2 separate regions of the Mus musculus genome follow, and region 1 is linked to region 2. Evidence: chromatin contacts called from public HiChIP or PLAC-seq data. All regions are on one chromosome and are shown on one strand. Each heading gives the region's core, a stretch centred on a gene start, on an enhancer-like site or on the middle of the called end of the contact. The rest is flanking DNA. Distances are from core to core; before and after follow the strand shown.

Evidence for each region. HiChIP or PLAC-seq counts read pairs in DNA pulled down with a chosen protein or histone mark.
Region 1: an H3K27ac HiChIP or PLAC-seq map of embryonic stem cells shows a contact between it and region 2, with 7 read pairs. The contact joins the enhancer-like site here to the promoter of Klhdc10 in region 2. A contact is called at or near these places in 3 of 39 promoter capture datasets (erythroid cells, macrophages and neural stem cells), 1 of 15 datasets of contacts at CTCF or cohesin (embryonic stem cells), 13 of 484 Hi-C or Micro-C datasets (B cells, the Ba/F3 cell line, CD8 T cells and 7 more), 13 of 115 datasets of contacts at active chromatin or transcription factors (the 230-238 cell line, the NIH/3T3 cell line, the SCID.adh cell line and 7 more) and 4 of 9 other capture datasets (adipose tissue, embryonic stem cells, liver and 1 more).

Annotation. Positions count from the first base shown.
Region 1 is chr6:30,525,692-30,528,451 of GRCm38.p6, forward strand. No RefSeq gene overlaps it. Among named protein-coding and RNA genes, the nearest start is that of Cpa2, 15 kb to the right of the region's middle. Within about 2 kb of position 1,305, at least 77 of the 459 cell types and tissues checked have an H3K27ac peak or open chromatin away from gene starts, as enhancers often do. A contact at or near this core is called in the N1E-115 cell line, craniofacial prominence, embryonic forebrain and 3 more, where this site is marked.
Region 2 is chr6:30,400,598-30,403,297 of GRCm38.p6, forward strand. It overlaps Klhdc10 (kelch domain containing 10), which reads left to right and starts at 1,258. Exons shown (of 10, transcript NM_029742.3): 1 at 1,258-1,553. The coding sequence starts at 1,397.

The DNA of each region.
Region 1 (2,760 bases), core at 55-2,554, 130 kb after region 2:
CCAGCTAACCAACTGTGGCCAGGGCACAGGGATGGACTTTGCTTTGGAGAAGAGACAAGAGTAGTTTGTAATTGACATTTCAAAGAAGCCTAAGAAACAGGCCAGCCTTTGTTTAAATCATAATTACCCAGTTTGTATGTAAAAGGATACTTCTATAGAAAGCTTTTCAAAACAACTGGTTCTTTTAAATAGATAATTATTCCCCTTCTTATCTTGTTTATACTATGCAGAACTTCAGTGAACTCTTTTTTCCCCCCACAAAGGTTAACTTCTGCTAGCCCTTCCTCAAATTGTCACAGATTCCCAATTAGTGAATTCTAAACAGGGTTTCCCTGCAACAATATCCCAAGGACTTGTCTGATGTGTTCTTTATTGCATTGAATAATGTCTGACAGGTTTCCAAGCACCAGGCCACCTGGATATTCTCTCTGTCAGGAACATGTGGTCTGAGAGCTGATGGCGGCTGAAGGGGAAATAAATGAGCCACAAACCTTCCAAAGTGACCAAGGAAGAGCAAGAAGGAAAATGTGTTACTTGTGAGCTAAATGTTCAGTTCTCAGCACTTTTGGGTGTAAGGATGCGCTTAGCTTAACAGCCCTAGACAGGGACAAAGAGTATGAAACCTTTTATGTAGAGCAGAAGATTGTTAGGGCCCAGAGAAGCTGCTCAGAGGGAGATGTCTTGTAAATTAATCCTCCTTGTGCTTTTTGATCAACACCCCCACCCCCCACCCCCCCCAACTCCGGAAGCTCTCGACACTGAACGTTCCATCTAGGAAATTTCTTAGTACTCAAAAATCAGTGCATGAAATGCTTTTTTTTTTCTTTTTTCTTTTTTTTGTAATAAAAAGGTTTAATCCCAATAGTACTATTTTCCAGTTTTTATCTGTTAACTTCTGAGTTCACTTCCTTCGCAGGCAGACCTTAACATGGCCTGATTACAGGGGCCTGCAGTTTGTAACGGTCTTTATTAGTGTCCTCTGACACCTTAAACTTTCTTATGTTCAAAATCTTGATTTAGCAGTGAAAATGCCAGGCAGGGAGCCAGCTCTGTTACTAATTAAAATAAATCAAAAGCGGGGAGAGGGGAGATAAAAACCAGGTTCCGGTGGGCGGATCTACCGGATTTGGTAAGGCAGAGTGGCGGGTCTGAGAGTGAAACGAGAGACAAAGTGCCTGGAGAAATGGCTGCCAGGGCCCGGGCCCTCGCGTCTTTCCGCTGATTGCGGGCTTTAGAATCAGACAGAGTCCGGGTAGCCCCTGCTGATTGCCTCCCTTTCTTCCGTCCTAGCAGATCCTCCTTCTGCCCATTGTACACTCTCACTGACACAGGGCCTTGATTGCTCTGAGCCAATCATGGCAGCAGCAGTCCCCCTGTGGAGTGATTCGAGCAGGCAGGGGGTGTCATTTCATTCCAGGGAGAAGTTTGCTGGTGAGGGCATTCTTAAAAGTTTCTTGGCTCTGAAAACAGACAGGCAGGGAGAGGAAATGGCCTCTCTCCTTTCTCCAAGTCTTCGGGGGATGGCAACACGTGTCCAGGAAGGCTCGGGTTGGAAATATGGAAAGCAAAGGATCCTGATCTGACAAGAGCTGGAGCAGTAGCTTGCATTTCTTGTGTGTGTGTGTGTGTGTGTGTGTGTGTGTGTGTGTGTTTTAGCTCACACTTGCCTGGAATTCACCATTTCACCATCTGCCTGCCTCTCAGCCCCCTGTACTGTACTGGGATTGCAGGAGTATGCCACTGTTTTTGGCACCTGCATTTGGATGGCTTGCAGGCAAGGTAATTTCTTATTTTTTTTAAGACTTGTTCTTTCTGGGTAGCCCTAACTGGCCTGAAATTCTCCATGTGAACCAGCCTGGCCTCAAACTCACAGAGATCCGCTCATGCAGTGCTGAGATTAAAGGCATACCCCACCAACATATTTATTTTTAAAAAAATTACCCTGACTGGGTGTGGTAGTGCACACTTTTAATCCTACCACCTGGGGAGGCAGAGGCAGGTTGATAGAAATTCCAGGCCAGCATGGTCTTCATTTGGAATTCCAGGCCAATTAAGTCTATAAAGTGAGGCTTAGTCTGAACAAACAAACAAACCCCTAAATTATGCCTATTTGTATAGGTTTTTGTTTTGTTTTGTTGTTACTTTTTTTTTTTTTTTTAAAGACAGGTTCTTATGTAGCCTTAAGGCTTATCTCAAAGTTGCCTGTGGCTGAGACTTTGTATAAAATGACTCTGACCTTTCATTCTCCTTGCTCTCTCCCTCCTGTGGGCCATCGGGATTCACCACCACACCCAGTCTATAGTGCTGGAACTGGAGACCAGAGGGAGACCCTCTGCCAACCAAGAGAAGTCATCAGCTCCAGGGACAGTAACTTTTTTTTTTTTTTTTAGAATTCACAGGGAGTTTTCCTGTTTCTTGTGGTTGGATCTTCCTCTGTGATCTCTAGAGCAGGGTCTTTTGCCTAGGATGTGCTCTGTAATGCTAAAGTTGCTAAAGATAGAAGTGTAACTAAACCGTTGCCTTCCCACATCCATGGATGGGTGCGGTGGGTGCAGAAGCCCGTCATACCCAAAGGACATGGCATTCCACTGTAGCCTGCACACTCCAGAGCGTTCACAAAGCAAGTCTGGAAATGTCAGAGATGAATGCCCCTCCCCCCAGTATCTCCTGACTAACCTGTGTGTGTGGCATCTGATGAAATGAGTGACTGCCTCCTGAGAGCCAGAGAGAGTGGGGAACTGTCATTGTGAGTGCTTTGGT
Region 2 (2,700 bases), core at 8-2,507:
TCCATGGGTTTTCTTTTTATCAGATGTCAAACATTTCAATAAACTGTATCATAATGCATAATGGATAAAAATACTTCTTTTCCTACAGAAACTGGGTGTGGAGACAAAAAACCAAAATTTCATGACGACATGAAATTTGCTCACTGAGATCAAAGGAGACTTCTGGTCTCAGCACTTTCTCCTTCTCCACCCCACTCCTTAAAAAAAAAAAAAATCCAACATGTGAGGTTCTCATGTGTGAAACATCAAGGGGGTCAGCAGTCCATCAGATTAGATCTTGAAAGGTTTTGTTTCCCTTGAGAAATTTATGTTTTTTTTCCTTATTTGGAAACAGCAATGTGTATCTGCATTTTCCCACTGTGCACTGCGCCTCCCCAACTTCAAAGCCAAATTTTCGGTTTAATTTTGAAACGATGGGAATTTCTGATATTTACATTTTAAAATCACATCGTCCGTTCCATTTTCTATCGTTAACTGTGTATATTGTAAGACAATTGAGGTGGATTGTTTGTGTGTGTGTGTGTGAGTAAAACATTTACTTGATCGTGTGTCATCTAAGAGAGTATCTTTTTCTATTGTTTTTTTCTTGGCAGGCATACACAAGCCGCGTGTTTAAATAAAGATCTTCACTGATGCCTGAAAGATTTTCTTATTGAAATTTTCACTTGTGTTTCTATGATTACTCTAATATCGAACAGTTTTCGGTATTTGCTAATCGGGTTTAAAGCTGTTTGCTCTTGACGTGGCTTTTGCAGGGGAAGGGTCCCGGCAGTGCCACCGTGAGACAAAACAAATGATGAAAGCCAGGAGTTTTTTAGATTTCATCTGACTCCTCCCCCTGCCCCCACCTCCCGTGAGCCCTTTGTGTGTGGCAACAGTCCGCAGACCGGGGCTCAGTTTGCAGAACTGCAGACAGATGTACCAACACCAAGTACATGCATTGTGTACCTATGATGTTTCTAAATGCAGTGCTTATGGGACAGAATTCCGGAGTATCGACCATGCTGAGGCAGCGACCCTGCTTGGGAGTCTCCTCTGGCGTAGCCTCCCCGCTCGGTCTTCGACTATCTGGTCTGAGCCCCCAGCATCCCGGAGAAGCGGGCGAGCTCCGGGAATCGATGCGCTCTCTGAGCGTCTGCTTACGCCTTTTCTCCCCCCATCTCTTTTAGCTATAGCTATGGTTACCACGTCTCTCCCCGCCTCCCTCCACCTGCCAAGAAAGAGACTGCCCATTGGTCCACTGTCACCAAGGCGGCCAGCCATTGGTTGCTGGAGAGCCCGGCGCTACCCCGGCCCCCGTCTCCCGGGTCTCTTGAGGAGCCCGGGAAGGAGGCTCGGCTCGCGCTGCCGGGGCAGGGGCTTGCCGGGACCGGGCTGCGGCAATCGTTAGCGGGCCATGTCGGCTGCCCAGGGCTGGGACCGGAACCGCCGGCGGGGAGGAGGCGCGGCCGGCGGGGCCAGCGGGGTTAGCGGGGCCGGCGCGGCCGGCGGGGGTCGGGGCACCGGACAGCTCAACCGATTCGTGCAGCTCTCGGGACGGCCGCACCTGCCAGGTGAGTGGTGGGGCCGCTGCCGGCGAGAAGGTGGCGGTCGCCGGGCTCTGCTGCCCCTCGGACACACAGCCGAGGGAGGACAGGGAAGCAGAGCAGCAGGAAGGTGGCGTTGAGGTCAGGAGGGGAACCGGAGCACGCCGAAGAGAAGTCTCGCTGTGTCGACAGCTCGGGGAGGAGAGTTGTATTTTCCTCCCGACCGAGAGGCCGCTGTCTCTTTGACATTCCCAAATGTTTCGCTTGCCCGGTTCTTAATCTTTTCCTCTTCCGCGGATGGATGTTGTGAAAGAAAGACATTGGTGTTTAACTGTGGAAAATTATTTCAAAAGGAGTGCCAAATTAAGGAGAGGAGAGCAATATAGAAGTGATTTTGTTTGAAAGGAAAAAAAAAAAGCCAACCAACTGTGTCAGAGTTGGATATTTTGAAATGGAATGAGCATGTGAAAGTGTGTGTGTGTATGTATGTATGTGTGTGTGTGTTGGCTAGGGAGTATATGGGAAAGAAAATAAAAAAGATTAAGGGAAATGGTTGAATCAGTAATATTTGGGGATGTACAGAGACAGAATGGGTAATGGTGACTAGATTTTAAAAGGGGGAAATGAAGATCATGAATATAAAGAAACGAAAGGATGTGATCCCGGTATCAAAACTGAAAATTGGAAAAATATACCTACTGCTAAAAATTTCATGGTCTTTGAGTTCACATGTTTTAAAAAAAACAAAACAAAGTCATGTAGGTATGTGTGTAAACAGTTGTAAAAAGCGTACGTTTACAAATTTTCAGTCTGTTAAAAGGTAGAGAATTAAATCATGCACAGAATGCTAAATCATTTTATTGGGCAGTCGTGTTTTTTTTTTTTTTTCACCGTGAAGAGAATTGTCAGGAATGATGTACTAGACCTTCGCCATGTTTTTTTGTGTATGTGTGACTAGTGTTAAGTTGATTGTATCAGTGGTATATTTGTTTAGATGTTTTGAGAACCTGATTGTTTCTGAATTGTGTTTACTATTGTGACTTGTTCTTCTAGGTGGTAAAAAAAATCAGTTGATTAATTTAAAGATAACAAAGGGGATTTTACTTATTCAGAGAGATAATTACTAATATTTGTGATATGGTTTTTGATGTGTGCCAGAAATGTTCATTAACCC